Regions from separate parts of the Arabidopsis thaliana genome. Here region 1 is linked to region 2. Evidence: chromatin contacts called from public ChIA-PET data. All regions are on one chromosome and are shown on one strand. The core of a region is the stretch at or near the end of the contact, and the rest is flanking DNA. Distances in the headings are between cores, read along the strand shown. Region 1 holds the start of FBX2 (F-box protein 2). Region 2 holds the start of AT5G20950 (Glycosyl hydrolase family protein).

The links. ChIA-PET counts read pairs in DNA pulled down with a chosen protein or histone mark.
Region 1: a contact with region 2 is called in an H3K4me3 ChIA-PET map of shoot, with 10 read pairs. The contact joins the promoter of FBX2 here to the promoter of AT5G20950 in region 2. A contact is called at or near these places in 4 of 26 Hi-C or Micro-C datasets (callus, root, rosette leaf and 1 more) and 1 of 2 datasets of contacts at active chromatin or transcription factors (shoot).

What each region holds. Positions count from the first base shown.
Region 1 is chr5:7,144,880-7,149,038 of TAIR10.1, reverse strand. It overlaps FBX2 (F-box protein 2), which reads left to right and starts at 1,762. Exons shown (of 2, transcript NM_001203423.1): 1 at 1,762-2,021; 2 at 2,250-4,159. The coding sequence starts at 2,362. The coding sequence ends at 3,981. It overlaps AT5G21050 (hyccin), which reads right to left and starts at 1,149. Exons shown (of 1, transcript NM_122113.1): 1 at 82-1,149. The coding sequence starts at 1,149. The coding sequence ends at 82. AT5G21060 (Glyceraldehyde-3-phosphate dehydrogenase-like family protein) reads left to right here. Exons shown (of 12, transcript NM_122114.3): 12 at 1-61.
Region 2 is chr5:7,108,902-7,113,136 of TAIR10.1, reverse strand. AT5G20950 (Glycosyl hydrolase family protein) reads left to right here and starts at 1,684. Exons shown (of 10, transcript NM_180717.3): 1 at 1,684-1,941; 2 at 2,340-2,575; 3 at 2,668-2,872; 4 at 3,009-3,099; 5 at 3,198-3,340; 6 at 3,898-4,141; 7 at 4,221-4,235. The coding sequence starts at 2,362.

The DNA.
Region 1 (4,159 bases), core at 513-3,012, 36 kb before region 2:
TAACATTACCAAAAAGAGATTTTTTTTTTTTTTGCTGGTTGTTTAAAAGAAAGCGTTGACTAAATAAATAACAAAACGGGGTCAAACGGAGAGAACGGTGTCGTTTGATAGCTCAGTGTGATCGATTTGATTCTTGGGATCAAGAGCCATCTCACGGAGCCGAAGAAGACTTCCGGTAGCCAAAATCGCCTTCGGATTTATATCATGCAGAGATCGGAGATACAAACTCTGACAAGCTTTATTCGCCGCCTCAGATAACTCCCTATCTTCCATTTTGAGCCCAAGGAGACAATGCCCTAAGATCCTCAAAATCGGTTGGAGAAGCTCCCATGGCAATGGAATCCTTCCACTATCTCTCTCAGATCTTCCTCCAATAGCAACATTCTCTTCCTCTCTCCACGAATCATCGCTCAAAGTCGGAATCACAGCCCGTGAAGATTGCTCCGTTTCTCCGTTTTGCCCCGCCCATTTCTCACACGATTCACAGAAATTAAGCTTAGATTCGCGTGGCATTTTCGAGATTTTGCTATAGTAAAGCTCCAACGCGACTCCGACGATCCTCGCGCGGCGCGTGGATCTAACCGTCCCGTGTGGATCTAACGTGGAGGAGATCACAGCGATGTTGAGGCACGTTGAGTTGTTGTTCCTTGTGAGACCTTTGGATTCATGGTAAATGCTTGGATATGAGAGATCTGGAATGTTGACGGTTATTGCTTGACCGGCACGTGAGGTTGTTTCGTGCGCGTAGAGAGCGAGTAAAACGGCTTCGAATCCGGCTTGTGGTTGACGGAGAGGGACACGAGAGAGGTAGAGACCAGCGATTAAAGGAACGAATCGGAGGACGAGAAGCTGAAGCGATGGTTCCGCGGATTGGAATGTGTCGTAGAGCCAACGGCAGAGGTTGTTATCTCCGGCGCCTGAATCGGGACGTAGGAGGAGAGAGGAGATCGCGGTGGAGACGGCTTCATCGTCGAGGAGGATGGTTATTGTGGAAGGGATGTTTGTGTTTGTGACGATCGTGGATAAGGATTGGATTGCTGTTTGACATTTTGTGTTGGATTCTGATTCGTTGTTGGTCACTGTGGTTTCTGAATCTCCGGTGATCGCCGGAGAAGGTGGTGAGTCATGGCTTGAGGAAGAATCAGACATTTTGGGGAAGATGATGATCGCTTCTGAGAGAGTAGAGGTGAAAAATATGGAAATTTTGAAAACTTTGAGAAAATTACGCAGCAAAAATAGAATCAAATAAAAGTAAACCAAATTATGGGCTTGATAGTTATGGGCTAGAAGCCCAAATTAAATTTGATCTTTATCCCGTGTATTTAGATGGGTCATTTCACACCGAAACTTTTCAAGTTATCTCATGAACGTGACCGTTTCAAAGACATCATGTGCATCCTCAATAGTCGCTTGTGTGTATCGGAGACAAAGGGGCTAACCCAAGTGATATGGTCGTTAGATTCTTCAGGCGGCAACAAGCCATGGAACAAATTATGTTCGATAGATCTCACAAAAACTCTTTCTTTGTCCACTTCCCTCTGGCGCCAATAGCATTATTGGACAAGAATAAGCTATTGCTTCAAGGTCATGGTTGCATGGAAGAACATGTGATATATGATCTCCATGCAAAATCTTACTCTTACTAGAAAAAGCGTATTTACAACTAAAAATCACTTATTGTGGAATTTTGAAAACTTTGAGAATATAACGCAGCAAAAATAGGATCAATCTTATATAATAAAACAAAGATATACATGTGTTGTAGCTGCTCATATCGTACGATCTGGACGCTTGATTTGTTTTTCGATCGGACGGTTAGTATAGCACCGTCCGGGGACCATAAAAAAAAAACAAATTGGCAATAATGTTTTTTTTTTTACATTGTTTGATGCTTGGTTGGTTTTGGACCTTTTGGTTCTCCATCTTCAAAATCTCATCAATCCGATTAGAGAAATTAGGGCAACGTAATTTTGGCGAAAATCCTCTCTCTGTTACGAATAGATTGTTTTTGATTACTAAAGGTACTAACTTTTCTCGATTCCGCTTGCTTGTTTTAGCTTTCATCTCTGTTTCTAGGGATTTATCGTTGTTCCTCTGTTTCGTTTTAGCTAACATTTACGAATCTCTTCGTTTTTCTTTGTTTATGATGTGTTGGTCTGATTGTTATCGATTTTTGGGGGTAAAAATTTGTATTTTGTTTAATCTGGTTTGGTTCTATTGATGAATCGTTTTTCTCGTTTATCTTCAAGCTTAGCTGGATTCGTCTCTGGTGCTGTAGATTTTCGAGATCCGGTCAGAGTCGTTCGTGAAAAGCTCCTTGTTTAAGTGTTACGGGCTACATCGGACGCTGACTGGCTTTTCATGGAATTTGAGTGCCAAGAGAGACTTGAAGCTGCGAACGATCAAAGAAGTGAGTCTGGTCTTTTGAATACCGATTTGAGAATAGGTAATGATGGGTCTGTTGAGATTCCAAATGTGAAGTTGTGTTGTCAGAAAAAGAAGGGAACTTTAGTGCCCAGTGGCTCGAAACAGTTACTCTCTGACAAGGATTTGTCTACTACCATTATTGATTTACCTCAGGCATTGATATCTGAGATTCTTAATTGCCTTGACCCAAAAGAGTTGGGTCTAGTGTCTTGTGTTTCAACTTATCTGCATAGGTTAGCATCTGAGCATCACGCTTGGAAGGAGTTCTATCGTGAGAGATGGGGACTCCCTGTAGTTTTCGGAGCTGCAAGTTCAGGGCTTTCTGATGAGAGATCATGGAAAGATCTGTTTGTTGAAAGGGAATTTAGGAGTAGGACCTTTTTAGGACGTTATAGTATTGATACTCTGTATGGTCACACTGAAGCAGTCCGGACTGTTTTTCTCTTAGCTTCTGCCAAGCTCGTTTTCACTTCTGGATATGATTCCATTGTTCGGATGTGGGACATGGAAGAAGGCTTGTCTATTGCGGCATCTAAACCTCTCGGTTGTACGATTAGGGCACTTGCTGCTGATACAAAGCTGTTGGTAGCTGGCGGTACTGATGGATTCATTCATTGCTGGAAATCACTGGATGGTCTCCGGAACCTGTTTGATCTCACAGGTTTTCAGAAAGAGAAGACTGAGTTTCGGCTATGGGGACATGAGGGTCCTATTACATCTCTTGCCCTGGACATGACAAGTATCTTTAGCGGTTCATGGGATATGTCTGTTCGTATATGGGATCGATCTTCAATGAAGTGTGTCAAAACCTTGAGGCATAGTGATTGGGTTTGGGGACTTGCACCTCATGAAACCACCCTCGCTAGCACGTCAGGTTCTGATGTATATATTTGGGACGTTAGCAGTGAGACTCCATTGGCGATCATCCCTGATGCTCATGAGGGTACCACTTACTCTTTGGCAAGAAGCCATACTGGGGATTTCCTGTTTACTGGTGGAGAAGATGGAGGGATTAAAATGTTTGAGATCAGAAGATACGGTAGTGAAACAAGCGTTGTACTTATATCTCAATGGATGCCTCACACTAGTCCTGTCTACTCTCTTTCTTTTGAGTTTCCTTGGCTTGTCTCAGCATCCGGTGACGGTAAACTCGCACTTATCGACGTTAGGAAACTGTTAAAAACTAACCGTTGTGCCTATTCCAAAAGGATTTCTTCGAGTACTGTGGAACCGCCACAACGAATGCTGCACGGGTTCGGGTCAAACTTGTTCTCTGTGGACGTGGGTTATGACCGTATAGTGTGTGGAGGTGAAGAAGGCACAGTCCGGATATGGAACTTCACACAAGCATTGGAGATAGAGCGAAGGACCCGAGCTCTGAAAGGAATGAGGCATGAGAATAGGATGAGACGAAGGAGAATGCAAATGGAGATGAACGCAAAGAATGGAAGGCCTGACCAATGCTCCATTGCTGCTCATAAGAACCCCATCAATGGAGAAAGGAACCGAGCCTGGCATAGTAAACGAAGAGCAAGCGGGAAGGCGAAGGCCTAAGCGATAAGATTGGATTTATCTTTAATACATTTAGTAAAGCAATTTTATAACCTTGACACATGTTGGCTTTAACTTTTAAGCTATCAGAGTTGGGTCTTTATGATTGGTGGAAAATGAGAAAATTGGCTTTTAGTTCATATATTTTGGAAGCTTTTAGTATGAAAAAATGCAAGAGATT
Region 2 (4,235 bases), core at 435-2,934:
CAACAGCCCATCAGAGTTTAGGTTAGGCCCATTAGGAATTGTATGACACAATTCAAAAACATTTTTTTGCTCTTAAAAATCTCTCTCAAGAAAGTTGACATCTAGTCAAAATCAATATTCTTTTCTTTCGGTTTATGATTTGTAGGGGTAGTTTTTGGTTCGAATTCTCATTCTCTAGGGTATGCAATCCAAACAACTACATCTGATATATGAGAGAGAGACTTTGGTATTTACTTCTAATGCAGAGATCAATTTATGAATAAACTATAGAGAGTTTTGTCTTCTAATTCAGCTCTAACTTCTCTATACTGAAAACACCACTAATCTTTCATTGGAAAACAAAACTCTCTTGAAACCCAATGATCAACAAGGCAAATTAAATAATCAATAAATAAATAAATAAAACAAAGGAAAAAAATATCTGCAAGACTAATTGATTAATAAAACCATGCACATGCACTGGCTACAAAATGAAAACTACTTACTACAAACTTCCAAAAATCATCCTAAGAAAGATCAATAATCTATAAGAAAACAAATCACATTCAAAACCCATAAAATTCAAAGTTTATAAGAAATGAGATGTACTAGTCAAATAAAGCATCTCTATGTTATTCTCTATGTTTAAGAGTAAAGAAAGAGAGAGAGAGAGGAAAAAAAAAAGCGAGAAATTGTATCCGTTACAGAGATCTGAAAAGCAATATGAGACCGTTTGGAGTGTAACGTGCGTAACCTCCTGGGACCTTGCAAGCATCACGGTCTCCGATATGATCCACTCGAACGGGCCACAAATTGTTCATTTATATTATTATGTATGTATTTGTGATGATATTAGTATATATACAACTTGGTCGATTTGAAATTCTAGTAACAAAAGTTTTGTTATGTGATAGAACTTAGACGACTGAAACGACTTTTCCAAATATATATAGTATAGTTTGATTCTTAATAGTATAATTATTCGTACAGTTTTGCAGTGAAGAATGATTACATAAACGCTCTTAAAATAGAGCAAGATATTGTAAAACTATTTCGGATAACCAAAATATTTGTTTAGAGGTTTGCTTCTCAAGTTTCAATAATTAGTCGTCTTGTGATCTAAGATCTTGAATAGTTTAATTAACTTAACTACAATTTCGTAAAGCTTTTTGCTTTCATTGCTTAAAACTTGTAGACAAGAGATATTACTATTATCCTTGTGTCAATTTGTTTTTGAAAAAAACGTTGATATTAAGTCATGACATAATCGGCATCATGTGGTAGTCAAGACGTAATTGAGTGATATGTACCTTTGACTTGAGTGTACGTACGCCCACACTATTCGTGCCGATATTTACGACTCGTGTGACTTGTGATAGTGGATAATTCTATCTATCTAGATATGTTATTTCACGCTTTCTCTTATTTTAAACAAAATTAATGTAGACAATACTGATTTTGCTAAAGGGATTTTCATTTTGTTGGAGCCAACAATAACAACCGACAGAATATGATAAGTAACGAATTTTTTTTTTTGAAAGCCATAATATTTGGTAGTAGCAATTTTTTAAAAAATTTTTAAAAAGGGTTTAGCTAATATTTTTCCCATATTACAAGTTAGTTTATTTTTCTGTTAAAATGAAAAAGACAAAAACTTTTTTAATTTTTTTTTTGTCAAACCTATTATCATAGCAAAATATATAATTTTTTGTTCCAAATTTTTTTAAAAAATCGTTGGAAAATTTTGACCAAAAGAAATCTTGAAAAAAATAATGAGAAAAAGAGTGAAAAAGAAGAGCAACTTTTCAGTGTTATTAAAAAGAAGAGAGAGTAGCACGAAGAAGCAGCAGCAGCAGCACACTTCTCAAGATCTCTCTCTGTCTTTGTCATCACCACTCTATCGTCTACTAGAGGGAAGAGATCATCATTCTACAGTTTCAAGAAGATACCATTTCCAAGACTGTAAGCTTCTTCATCCTTTGCTTCTTCGTCTTCTCCAAATCCTTGTAACTTTTATTCCTATATTGTTTTCAAAAATCTCTTCGTCTGTTGCTTTAGTGTATGTTTCTTGTTTTCCCATTTGAACAACTAATCTGCGTCTGTCTTTCCTTTCTTCACCAGTTTGCTAATAAAGATCTGACTTTTCAAAACCAGTCAGTCTCTACCAAAAAAAAAAGATTTGATTTTTTCAGCTCTTTCATGTAAATGTAGCTTCTTGTACTGAAAGTTTTCAGATTTGGAAGTGTTTCAGTTTTAGATTCTTCTTTTCTCGAGTTGTTTCTTCCACTATATGATTTGATTTACAATGGAACAGTTCCTCTGACTAACAATAGCTTAGATCTGATTATCTGCACTTGTAGTGAAACTGTGGAAGAAGCAAAAATGGGGACTTTGAGTAAGGTGCTATGTCTCATGCTGCTTTGCTGTATCGTGGCTGCTGCTGAGGGTACTTTGAAGTACAAGGACCCAAAGCAGCCTTTGGGTGCAAGAATCAGAGATTTGATGAACCGTATGACTCTACAAGAGAAGATTGGTCAGATGGTTCAGATCGAACGCAGCGTCGCTACACCTGAAGTCATGAAGAAATACTTCATTGGTAAGAAGAAAATGAGCTTGGAGGAATTATTGTCTGTTAAGTGTTCGATATATTGTTTAAATGAGTGGACTTTGTTGGGTTTTGGTGTGTAGGGAGTGTTTTGAGTGGTGGAGGAAGTGTGCCCTCGGAAAAAGCTACTCCTGAAACTTGGGTGAACATGGTCAATGAGATTCAAAAGGCGTCTCTTTCGACCCGCCTTGGGATCCCTATGATCTACGGGATTGATGCTGTTCACGGTCACAACAATGTGTATGGCGCCACCATTTTCCCGCACAATGTAGGCCTTGGAGTCACCAGGCAAGTAGTTGTCATAGAAAGCCTTAACTCTGGTTATCACAAACTTGAAACGACTTTGTTCTTGTTGGAATTGGTCTGTTTTATATAGCTATGATACTGAACAACTTTATGTTTGTGTTTTTGACTAATCTCTTAGGGATCCTAACCTTGTTAAGAGGATTGGGGCAGCAACCGCGCTTGAAGTCAGAGCGACTGGAATCCCATATGCCTTTGCCCCGTGTATTGCAGTAAGTATAATGAAGCTATCTAGTTTGAAGTTGTTGCAGAAAACTGATTAAGAAACGTGTATGCTTAATATTTCTGCAATGTGGATATGCTTTGACAGGTTTGTAGGGATCCAAGATGGGGAAGATGCTACGAGAGCTACAGCGAGGATTATAGAATTGTCCAACAGATGACTGAGATTATACCCGGTTTGCAAGGCGACCTTCCTACCAAGCGAAAGGGTGTTCCCTTTGTTGGTGGAAAGTAAGTAATTTTGCCTGTAATTAATCTTCCTTCTGTGATATGTTTATAGATAGTCACTAGGAGAATTTTAAAACTACTTTTATGAAGATACAATTAAGGCAAGAACTCATGTTAACTTGCTTTCTTTTTCGATTACATTTGGGTATGATTTGAATTGATTCTGTATGTTGAGTCAATGATCAGAGTGGGGAAAATCATCAGGTCATGCTCACGCGTGCTTTCATTGAGAAAGTGGTGGTCAATTTTCCAAGTGCAAAGCCTGTCTGGCAATGAATGACTGGCCAACCCATGTGATACGTTTTAAGTCTATCTATCTATTGTAGGTTCAGACAGGTTCTTAAAGAGTCGTGGTTTGAATTTTCTGCCACTGTAGGGACCAGTGTGAACTTATTACTATCTTTCACATGTGAGGGAGATAAAATGAGCTTATTTCTCGTTGAAACTATAAGTATATTGTTTGACTAGATTCATTTCAGTCATAACTTAATTAATGCATTAGTGAATGATACGAACACAAATCCCATTTACTTACCGAAATGAGTTTGTGACTATTACAGGACAAAAGTTGCAGCTTGTGCAAAGCATTTTGTTGGAGATGGAGGTACAGTGAGAGGAATTGATGAGAACAACACAGTGATTGACTCGAAGGGCCTGTTCGGAATTCACATGCCTGGATATTACAATGCTGTAAACAAGGGTGTTGCAACAATAATGGTGTCTTACTCTGCCTGGAACGGTTTGAGAATGCATGCTAACAAGGAACTTGTCACGGGTTTCCTCAAGAACAAGTTGAAGTTCAGGGTAAGAAATGATACATGTGGATTCACATAATCTTCTGTGCTATGGTTCTTAAGGCCCTTCTTTCTGTTTTTTTCTGCAGGGTTTTGTCATCTCT